Linked DNA regions of Zea mays: region 1 is linked to region 2. A link is a contact called in public Hi-C data. All regions are on one chromosome and are shown on one strand. The core of a region is the stretch at or near the end of the contact, and the rest is flanking DNA. Distances in the headings are between cores, read along the strand shown.

What was found. A called contact is a pair of places that touch in the nucleus more often than the background predicts.
Region 1: a contact with region 2 is called in a Hi-C map of leaf, with 7 times the contacts expected there. The contact joins the promoter of LOC100383152 here to the promoter of LOC103632136 in region 2. A contact is called at or near these places in 4 of 25 Hi-C or Micro-C datasets (ear, leaf and tassel).

Annotation. Positions count from the first base shown.
Region 1 is chr7:22,144,775-22,150,878 of Zm-B73-REFERENCE-NAM-5.0, forward strand. It overlaps LOC100383152 (Glycerol-3-phosphate dehydrogenase [NAD(+)] 2 chloroplastic), which reads right to left and starts at 2,177. Exons shown (of 8, transcript NM_001361949.1): 1 at 1,842-2,177; 2 at 1,603-1,739; 3 at 946-1,051; 4 at 667-868; 5 at 34-121. The coding sequence starts at 2,129. LOC100282880 (ribosomal proteinS12 (homolog)) reads right to left here and starts at 5,349. Exons shown (of 5, transcript NM_001155786.2): 1 at 5,273-5,349; 2 at 5,139-5,187; 3 at 4,115-4,406; 4 at 3,348-3,413; 5 at 2,964-3,249. The coding sequence starts at 5,143. The coding sequence ends at 3,190.
Region 2 is chr7:21,957,834-21,963,752 of Zm-B73-REFERENCE-NAM-5.0, forward strand. It overlaps LOC103632136 (ethylene-responsive transcription factor ABI4), which reads right to left and starts at 3,713. Exons shown (of 1, transcript XM_008653974.4): 1 at 1,682-3,713. The coding sequence starts at 2,920. The coding sequence ends at 1,997.

The DNA of each region.
Region 1 (6,104 bases), core at 927-3,426, 190 kb after region 2:
CTGTGATGAACTCATGGAGCTAGGCAATTTTACCTTGATGTGCTTATCCTCAAATTTGGGGATGCTAACAGTTGTTGAACAGAACTTGCCAACTTGTTGTCTTTGGATGCCACCACCATTGCTACAATTAAAAGTTGAATGACAATAAACTTCAGTCCAAATTGAGAGATTCCAAGTGCTTGATGAAAGAAAGAAATTCAAAGACTAGTGAGCATCAAACACTAGAGGAATAGCTTGCACAATTGCATAGCTGGATTTTAAAATACAGTTGTATTTGTTGTACCATTCTGATACCAATGGTTACAAATACAGCTCACGCCATTTTTTGTTATGTTTTCAAGAAGAAGAAAAAAAACAGTAGCTAAAATTACAGTTGCATTTGCCATACAACATACAGCAAAAACTGGACCAAAAAATATAAGTAGTGCAGAAGCTCTGTTTCCGCTCTTGATTATTGAGAGTTTGTTGGAATTCGTTTTCTTTTCTTTTCTCGGAATTTTCTGATTGTTATAGGGTTGTTTTGGTGTCTTCAAACCCATCGTTTGTTCTTTCATATATAGATATGTGAAGAAGTTCAAAGGAATACAGGTACAAATAACTCAGCATCAACATTAAGCTTGAAAAAAAAGTGACAGCAGGTTAACAATATTAATGATATCAACAGACCTGTAGGCAATTTGTTCATTAACTCTACAGCAAATGATGGTCCTGACAGAACAACAAACGGTTGGCGGCGATTTCCCAATGCTCGTGGGATGATTGTAGACATTGTCCGAAGGGTATTGAGTTCCAGCCCTTTGCTAAGTGATATGAATGGCAACTTTGGATCAACATGTGTTGAAATACTTTCAAGAAAGGATGAACTGAACTGCCACAAAAAGTAAGAGAGTCAAGAGGACTAAATGTCAGCAACGAGCATAATGCTTCGTGAAGAACCGTGAATACCTGAACCGGAACAGCATGGAAGCAGAAATCAGCTCCTGCTAAAGCATCAGCAGCACTAGTTGTTGCGACGATATTTTCTGGCAATCTGTGTTCTGATAAGTACTTGCTGCAGTAAAAAGCCAGAAGCTGCAATTGAGATACATTCACCGAAAACAGTTTCATGATGAGGCCACTCTCTGGGTATGCATATAAGATGTGCATCTGAAGTCGGATTTAGATGATAAAATAAAATCATATGGAAGTGGACCAAAGATGGAAAGTACAGTACCAAATCGGCCTATAGAGCGCGACCCTACAGCACCTTCCGTATGTACAAACCGACATTACTTGCCGTGAGCAGGCAGAGAACAAGTGCAAGTTGTTCGGGGATGGCCTCATCAGGACGCATGTATTCTGAGGAATGCAAATAGGATGCAGCACAAATTGATGTATGCTAACGGCTAAATGCACACAGCAAATAAAACTAGTTTTCCAAACCGGAAACGTGGCATTGCCTAATTGGTCATAATAATAACAGGATGATATCACTAGGTCACTAAGGTCATCAGACAACGTGCCCTGTTCGTGGATAATCTGAGCATCTATTCGTTCGAGATGATTTTTAAGTGCTATTCTACCTCATGGATCGAGAAAACAAAGGCAGCAGAGGTTACCAACCAATTGACATGTGCGTTGTTGATGGACCGGCAGATGTGGTCGTCCCTGAGCAGCATGGCCACCTCGAGATCGGCCTTCTTGGCCGCCACGTGAGCGGCCATGGCCGTCCCGAACGACCCGCCCCCGAGAACCACCACCTGAAAAAGCAAAGACTCGCCATGCAGCCCCTCTCGATCAGATCCAGCAAAGGAAGAAGCGACCCTCCCAAGCCCACACATAGAGGGTGCGAGCGAGTCTACCTTGCGCGTGGTCTCGAGGACGTCGCTGCGGTTGCGGCGGCGCCAGGAGCGGGACCACCGGACTAGCTTCTCCCACGCGACGCGCACCGCGCGGCGCCGGTCCCTGCGCCCGCTCCTGCGTGGCGCGCCGTCGTCGTCGGCATCGTCGTCGCTGGAGTCCTCGTCCTCCGGTAGCGGCACGGCGTCGGTGGCGCCGGTGAAGCTGGGTGGAGGGCGGCGGGCGGCGGCGGCGAGGCGGTGCCGAGGATTCGGGGTGGAGGGAAAGAAGACGGCGGCGGCGGCGGCCATTGGGAAATGGAGAAAGAACAGTCTCGCGCGGGCTTGTTGTTTGTTGATTGTTATCTTATCCGTTCCCGGCTTCCCGCCTTGTGCTGCTTCTCACTCTTTCTTCATTCCACTCGGCTCGACGCTCGAGCGATTTGGAGTCTTCCGGCCAATACAATGACGACACGTTGTCTTTCGTCCTCGTGAACTGCTCCTTTGGTAGGGTTTCCAACTGCGCGCCAGGTACAACAGTACAGTTTGATACTTTGATGGGTTTAGAAGAAAGATGCTTGGAGGCACATGATGGGTTTGGTAAGAGTAATGGACGCACACCCACCACGGTGGTGAAGATTAGGGCACGTTCGGTTTCGAACTCGTGGACAACACAAATTCAAACGCGAGACATTTCATTTTGAACACAACTATCGACTTCTCTAGCTTGTTTGGCATGGTTCTCTAGTGCAAAACTTTAAAGGAGAAGCTAACAAACATTTTGCTGCTCACTGGTAGTGAAACAAGGGAGACTAGACAGAATGTACATTAGAAAAAGGGGGAAATGAATTTTTTGAAGTATGAGCTTGTTTAATTGTCTTCAATTTCTAAGAATCGGCTGAAAATGGCTAACATGTAGTGCGGGTGCGGCAAGTATGGTCAGGCTCAGGCAAGCAGCAAAAAAAAAAAAAAAACAAAAAAAATGCTACTCTACTATCGCATGTTACACTGTCTGGCGACTCCGACAGTTTCCTTCTGCTTTCATCCTCCAGTTTCAGGAAATTGCAGTTCAAGTATGATTTGATTTGCCACACGGCACAAAACAGATTTCCATAAGCCAATGGGATATGGGTATAGAAACATGAGTAAAAAGGTAAACACAAATCAAGAATAAACTCGGCTCTTCATGATTTGCATTAAAACCAGACGACAGCACCATAAACAAAAAAAATTCAGATGTCCAAATTGTTCATACATATCCTCTTCGGCTCTTCTAGTAAAATGTTCTAATCTCCTAGGCAAGCCCCAGATGCAAAAGCATAATTTTAAGCCCAGGTCCAAATCAAGAGTATCACTGAAACATGTCACACATCTAGTGCGACTTGACATACTCCTGCACTATGTTAAGGCCCTCAGATTCTTCACCGTAGTCCTGATAATTGAAACGAAACAGTGGAATGTCATGTCACCTGCCTAAGGTAAACCAAAATAATTATTTGTTAGTAGGAACGTAGGTGATTGATATGCTACCTTGACGACGACGCAGGAGCAGCCTACAACCTTCCTTGCCTTGCCCTCAGAGTCAATCTTGCAAAGCTGCAAGGGGGCATAAGTGGAGGCTGTTATGATCAAGGTGCAAGTTCATACTGCACAGCATAGTGGAAAATGGCATGCTCTAGAAAATTGAAACATGTCTTAAAGGACTAAAAAGAAAATGTAAAGGCTTGACATTTAAAGCAACTCCAAGAGATTATATATCCTTAGGCCGTGCTCAGAAGAGCGTGCATATGGCCATGCAGAACATCATTTTGCACTGTAGACTGCACTGCTTGCAGAGTAGAGTTTGAAAAAGGGAGTGGTATAGGGAGGCTAGTGGAGACAGCCTTAGAAGGAACACAGATTGTGGTGAAGAAATACACCGTCCAATAGCTTCTCTAACTGGATATCTAAATATAGCCATCCTCTGTTCAGCACTTCTCGCTAGTCAAATATGGATGGTGAGGATATCTCTCTAGAGTGTACATAAGATAAAGAAAAGATGTTGAAGAATAAAAATATATAGAAAACTATTTTTATTCAAATGACTCTAAATGATGATTTAGAAAGTAAATTTTAGAAAGACACATAGAGATGCTCTTACAAACGATAGTAAACTTTCCCCTATCAAGCATAACTTAAAGCATTGGAAGTTATGAAATGAATGTTCAAATGAGTAATCCAGTAACACTATATAGGCAGCAACAATCATACTATGTAAAAAGCAGCACAAGTTTTAGAGAAAGAGACTCTTAACTCACCCCGGCCCACTCGCCAAGAGTCTTAGCGGCAGGAACAGTGACCAGGTGAACATTGTGCTCAGCGCAGAGTGCCTTCACCAACTTGACGTAATCTGGCTGGTCACAGTCCTCAGCAAGCACGCAAAGCTGAGCGGCGTGCTTCTCGATGGCCTTGGCAGCCTCACGGAGACCCTTCACAAGACCGTCATGAGCACTTGACTTCTTCATCACGAGCTGCAGAGCAGTCATCAAGTCCATAGGCTCCCCAAGAACTGGGGTTGGTGCCTCAACCGCGACTGGGGCCTCCTGTTCACTGCCAAACCAGAATTTGGTGAATTGACAATGCAGGAGCAAAAAGCAATAACTATAACAAACAATTTTGCAAAGGCTAGATGAGTATCAACATATACCGCACCAAGATGAAACATTTCAATACTAGTAGTACTCAGTAATTGGGAGGCTCTAGTGCTTAATAAGCAACAGGACATAGGTAAGAAGCCAGCAGAACTTAAAAGCATATAAAGTGAGGTTCGTTTTTACAGTCTTTGATATGCTGATGATGATGATAAATTAATAACAACAATCAATTGAGACAGAAACATTCATCTCTCAATTAAGTACATAGATAACGCAAACCACAGAAAAATACACCTAACTAACAACACAATTAACCATCAAAACCTCAGTTCGGTTTGGTCAGCAGGACATTTAGCATGAAAACATTGGAAGCTTGAATTGCACACTTTTGATCCAACAATGTGTTACGAATGCACTTAGATTCCAGAGCACAAATAGTGATGAACATGCCTTTACCAAGTTTGGCCCAGGGAAGACAGCATAGTAGCAGGATAATCATTTCATCCCAATAGTAGCGCAACTAATCTACCGAGCTATTAGTATATTGGTACCCCTACCCGTAACAATTACGGAAAACACGCATCAAGCAGAACGATTCTAGCGTCATACCAATCCGGAACTAAAATTTCGCTAACCGGACCAAGATCCCTGAAACGAGCATGGAAAAGATATCGGTTGGGAGACTTACGCCATCTTCCGCGCTGTGAAGGGGTTCCTCGGCGGCTGCGAAGGGAGATCTGGATCAGGCAAGAGAAAAGTCAGTAGCGATTAGTGAGGGAGACGGGAGGAAGAACAAACGAGGCGAGGGGAGCGCGCCGCCACCTGCAGAGAGGGAGCACCGGGCGGCTGCTAGGGTTTTGGCTAGAGGGTGTGAGACAGGTGGGAGAAGGCGGAATTATAAGTGCCGGGCTGCCGGCTCGTCGAGCCAGGCCTGTATAGGCCTTTGTGGGCTAAATATAGCCGGACCTGTATGGGCCTTTATTAGTCCGAGCGAGCAGCTCTCCTCGCCATCTGAGGCCGTAAAGCCGTGTGCAGCAACGGCCGTGCTGAGGTTCGGCGACTGCCGCGCATGGTTAACTTTCTTGTGCCTTAGGCTTTTCAAAAAAATATTGTGCAATTTAAATCCTAATCAGTAGTATAACTTCACCTAACTAGATAATGATGTGATACGAAGTTTTGTACCCTAATTTCCAATACTATACACTAGCATAATAATTTTAAGAATGCAAACACTTAACTTGAATTGCTCAAGAGTAAATATATGTAGTACTAAGGTAAGGATTAGAAGACTACTCAATGTTTTACCGAGGTTTTAGAGAGCCGACATTCCCCCACTGATCCTCGTTGTAGCACCGACGTAAGGGTGTTGCTCCCTCTTAGCGCGTGTTAAGAGTATCGTCCTCCTCATCATCCACTGTATAGGTGTGTGCTAACTTTTCATTTTGATTCAATAACCATGCCCCAAATTTCTGAGTGGAACTCATTATGAGTTTGGGCTTTGGAGATGGCAGGTCGAGAAAGAAGACACTAACGCACTACATGTAGCCGACTTGAATATAGAGATACAACAGGTTATGTGCAGTTGTGCCATACTTGTCGAACAGACGTATCCTTACAATTAAGTAGTCATTCCCGAATAGGTCAGGATTTTGTT
Region 2 (5,919 bases), core at 2,463-4,962:
GGCCAACCGCGCCCACAGGTTGGCGCCTGCTGCAGCCAGCCAGCCAGTGGAGAAGAGCTACACTACAGCTAATAAATGTTTCAGTAAAGAAAAAGGACACATGAAAAAGAAAGGGTAAGCAAAAAAAAAAAAAAATGGAGCTACAGCAGCTAGTAGTTCATGTGACCATGCCTACGAATATACCTACCACATATATACTACTACGCATACCATCATGGGCTCATGACCATGCCCAACAGTAGATGGCACTCTATAGATATTTGTTTAGACCATAGTTACGGTATCGTCTCTTTTAGAACGGAGAAAGTAGCTTATACGAGTCACTCAAGAGTGTAACTTATCCGAACTAGAAATTCGATACTAATTTTATATAGAACAAAAAAAAGAGAAGCGGTCATTTTTCCTCCATAACTACTACTACACCATATTTTACTTTTGTCCCAAAACTAAGGGGTCTTCAACCCTTAAAGCGGCCAAGTCTGGCACACCATGTATATAGCCATGCAAAACATTGTATTGCGTTATGCATAAAATTGCTTACATAACAAAGTTTAATAAATAGGAGATGTGAATTATGCCATGAGAGATGCTGGAGATAGCCTTAGCGATGATTTTTTTTTACTAGGAAACTAGACTAAAATTAAGCTTGGAAATAAACTTTAAACGTTCAAACAAACACGTTAGTAGTTCAGGACAAAATTATAAACTATCCTAGTTTTGTTAAGCCTGTACAAAAAGAACAATAATGATATTTACATTACCGAACTAGTATCATTAGATTCGGCACGCATTATGTCTATGTGATGCCATAAATATCGATAACTGTCTATAAATTTAACCAAACTAATAGTTCAATTTAAGATCGAAACTAAAATTCTATGTTTTTTTTACAGGACGGAGGTAGTATATGTACGTCTCTCGTATAATGCAGAATAGAAATACCGGATTTTATCTAATCCTCTGGTGAAGAGGGAGTAGCACAAAAAGCTCAAGGTTGGACCTCATAGCAATTCCAATTATTCTCTAAGAAACTCCTTAAATCTTAAATTTAAGAAGTAAATAGGAAAATGCTTCTTCAATAGTTATCTAAATAGAATTGCTTCCCAACCATATTTACTCTCCAAGTTTTGACATCCGAATAGAAACTCCCTAAACACAGTTGGCGTCGATTTCTTCACACCCATGTGCTCATTTTTTTCTTTCCTGTGCAGCGAGATAGCCAGGTTCGGCGCGCTTTTTTACCTTTCCCTCGCAGTGAGGCAGCCAGGCCTAACGCACGTGACACAAGCTTCTTCTCGGCCGTCATACCACCACTAGATTCAAAATTAGTAACTATTGAAGACCAAACTATTTTTTACTCCAATAGCTATTAAGCAACTTGTTAAACATGAATTTAGGAAGTTTTTTTTTAAAAAAAAATATTGGAGTTGGAGTTGCTCTCTTTATGTTGTTGTACCGGTTACTGCTTTATTTGCCCATTTTTACCACTGATCGCTGGCACGCAATGACGCAACGACGTTACGCTAGATACTGCTGCACTGACAGAAAAAAGTGTAGGCCTGCACGTGTGCTCGCTCTGTACTGTACTGCCGCTCGATGGTTCATCACAGGTCTGAAGACCCGAGTGGAACCGCCAACGCCGTCAAGACGTCAAAACAGAAGGAACAACAATCTTGCGATCTCCACAGCAACAAGCCAACAACAACCTTGTTTTGTTCGGGTCGAAAAATGTCAACAGATACTTATTTATTACACATGAATAGTTCATCAGGTTTCACAGATCAGTTCATCACCTGCTGCGGCTCCAGCACCAGCAGCATATGTACACAAATCATCAGTTGCATGAATCAGAGAGAGAGAGAGAGAGAGAGAGACAGAGAGGTTACAGGCTCTTCACATTAGCATCGATCGACCGAGCGGTCATCAGATTGGCATGATCAAGGAGCAGGGGATGGATACCAGTAGCAGGGATGGTGTCGTCTATCGTCTCGGCCTCTCAGGCGCGCCCTGTCTCCTCGGCGGCGGCTGGGGTGTGGAGGGCGGGGACGCGCCCGCCGCAGCCTGACCGCTTCTTGCGCTTCCCGGAGCCGGACATCAGAGCCCACACCGGCAGCGGGACGAACCGCGGCTCCGACGGGGAGGAGATGACCCACTGCTTCTCGCTTCCGGGCAGCAGAGGCGGTGACGCCAGCCGCTTCTTCGGCGGAAGTGTGGGCAGAGGCGGTGGCGGGTGATGGTGCTGCTGCTTCTTCGGCGGGAGGGGAAGCGGTGGCGGGTACAGCTGCTTCTTCGGCGGGAGCAGAGGCGGTGGCGGGTACTGCTGCTTCTTCGGCGGGAGCAGAGGCGGTGGCGGGCACTGCTGCTTCTCCCGCTGAGGCGGTGGCGGGGGGCGGGGGGGCAGGGGCGGGCGGTGCGCGGGCGGAGGGAGCGAGCCGGCGGCGTGAGCACCGGACGGGAGCAGGTTGCTCCCGGACGCCTTGGGCCCGCGGATGCGGAGGCGCGCGGCGACGTAGGCCGCGGCGGCCTCCTCGGCGGTGTCGAAGGTACCGAGCCAGACGCGGCGGCGGAGCATCGGGTCGCGAATCTCCGCCGCCCACCGGCCCCACGGGCGCCGCCGCACGCCCGTGAACCTCGCCCCCTCCCCCTCCTCCTCCTCCTCGTCCTCCTCCGCGCCGCACCCGGCGGACTGGAGCAGCACGCGGCTGCGCTTCACGCTCCCCGCCGACGCCGACGCCGACGGCGAGCCCGGATGCGGCGAGGCGCGCTCCCCCGCCTCGTCCTCGTCCTCGTCCTCGCTGGAGGACGAGTCGGTGGCGTCCTCGTCGTGCACGATGATGCGCACCACCCGGCACCGCGGCACCGACGCGGACCTCGCCTCCTCCACCGCCTTCATCACCTCCTCCTTCAGGCTAGGGTCCATTCCCGCGCCTCGGGACGCCGCTTCCTCACCCCATGCAAAGAGCCGCGGCCCCTCAGCCCACGACCGCGGCGGCCATGGGCGCGCTCCTCGGCTAGGGCTAGGGCTAGTGCTTCGATCTGCTAGGGCAAGCAAGCTTAATCGGCGGGCGGATTTCGGGACGGGAGCGGGAAGACAAAGGCGAAGGGGAAATTGGGGACGAACGGACGGGAGCCGAGGCCAGGGGGGAGGGGAAGTATTAGTTGAACAGCGCAGGGGCGTTTCGGTAATTCCGCGGTGGAGGTTCCTTGGAAGGAATCTCCTCCTCTGGGCGGTAGGTGCCCACGTGGCCGGGTGGTCTCCGTGTGGGGCATATTCGCTTCGGGAGCAGGGGGACCGCGGAATGACGGGAGTGCCCTCGGGTTGGTGTCTGGAATATTCGTGCGTTTCAAATTTCGAACTGGGTAAACCGGTGAGGGGGGATGAGTTTCGAGTTGAAGCAGGGTCCGTTTCCAGAAACAGCCAAAGTGAGCTGGGTTTGGATTCGCTCGGCAGCAACCAACCCGACGACGGCGGTTTCAACTTGCGGAACAAGAAGGGGCAACGCGCGCGCGCGCGGCCAATAACTCTAAGAAAGTTTTTTTATATAAAAAGAGCAAGACTACGATTAGGACACTTATAACTAGTTTGAATACTTTAGCATTGATCTCAATCCACGTATATTAAAGTAGATTAGAGTATGTATTAAAGTGGATTAGAGTGTAACTTAAACTAATTTATACCCTAATATATCTTAACACATGTGAATTGTGTTCAATACTAGAGTTCGTATACAAGAAATAGCTACTCCCTATGTTCACAAATGTTAGTCGTTCTTACTTTTCGAGTATCACTTTTAACTTTGACAATATTTATATAAAAATGTTAATATATACAACACATAATTAGTATCATTATATAGATCTTGAATTAAGATTATTTGAAAATACAAATGTTGCTAATATATTCTATAAATTTAGATAAACTTAAAAAAGTGTGGCAGACATAAATACTATGGCGACAAACATTTGTGAACGGAGAGAGTAAGAGACGATAATCTTAAGCTTCTCTATCTTAAATATAGTTAATATACAATATATAGAGTACAAACAGGCTCTCTATAAATATCGGGTACCAAAAAAAAACTCTTCCAGAAACCTCATATTCATACACACCCTCTATAAGAAAGCATTTAACAAGCTTGTAACTACCAAAAAAAATGTTTGCTACTCAAAAGTTCACAAATAAGAGCATTATTAAGTGCAAGAAGGTTAGGGATCAGCACGTCTTAAAAAACGTACGGACATTCGTTAGTTTCTCAAAACATGGTTAGCACGTTTTTAGTTATTCGATAACAGTAAAATAATACTTCATCCGTGCTAAAATATAATTCATTCTACCTCACTTTTTCCGTCCACATTCATTCAAATGATAATAAATATAGACATACATGTAAATTGTATTCATATGCTACTTGTGGCGTAATTGGTTTCTAGGCTCATGGGCGCCCGGCTCGCGACGGCCTGCAGGCACATTTTCACTTGTGTTGTATCTGAGCGTGCAGGTTGGTCTTGTGCGCGTGCATGCAACCATTCACGTGCGCCGCACGGTTAATTGGACGCGGTGAGCCTGAGCGCATTCGGCGGAGCAACCAATCACGTAGTAATGAACATATGATTAGTCTAAAACAAATTATATTTTATAATGGATAAAGTACTTAATTTTCTCTAGATGTTCATGTTTGTTTTGAAAGAAAATATAAATTTCACTTACGAGTTTGATGACCAATACACTATTAGCATTGGTATGTCTTTTTAATAAAAAAAACTTGTCAGAACTTATTTGGTTGCACTTCAATATACTTCGATCCACATATATTGGAGAATGCGACCAGACAAAACATAAGACAAATTCACAATGGCTCCACTTCGTGGTATCATTGCCATCGTTCACTCATTTGCGATTTTCCAGCGTCCATTGCATATTTCCGTATCATCCTTATTTTCGGCCACCGAAAAATCCAATACCTGCCCATTATATCATAATAAAAACTACACACATGATGAGAATGATTGCTCGTTCTGTTTTGTTTCGAAAATAATGTGGGACTCTTCCAGATCCACCTAGCTAACCATTAGATATGCTAGCTAGTTTTTGTAGTCGCAGGTAATGGTTAACTGAGTGATAGGCATGACATAATTTATGCCTCCTAACTACTACATGTGTTAGTTAGTTTATCCTAGCTAATAGCAAATTGTTAGCTGAATAATAGATATAAAATTTGTAAGAAAAATGAATTGTTGTCTATTTGATTATAGAATTTTGGTGTTTATGATCAACATTGTCACACCCAAATTTAGGGGGCAAACTCGGGCGTGTTTCAAATGTGTGCTAGGATCAAGTCTCACACATATGATAACTCATGATACAGAAACGAATGTCACATCTTTACTATATAATATGAGTTCTGTACAAAATAATTAAATAATTACATCATACGAAGACGACGATTCAGAAACCATATTGACTAGGAGACGACGACCTAGACCTCTCACGAACTTATCGTGACATCCTCCATGCTACTCATCCTGCGGTACCTATTCTTGACCTAGGGGATGTGAGTACAGCAAGTGTGAGCTCACATACATTCATCGCTCAATAAGTTGTGGGGAATAATGTGCATGAGCTCACTACAGTGATGGCTCATGTGATGTGTAAAGAGAGGGTTAAAGCTGAGCTTTTCTTTTAAAGTTGGTCAGAGTTTTATTAGCAGTTACTAAGTATAAGTAGATACGAACACAAATAAATAAGAGACCACAATTAATAATAACACCCATAATGCAATGCATATGACAAACTAAGTTTTAGTTCCATAAATTACTCGTGTGAGGGTCCGAGCTGCTCATGACCGTGAGCACGGTTGATATACCAGTTTTACACTTTGCAGAGGTTGCGCGTCTTTACCTGTCGGGTACCGTAATTAG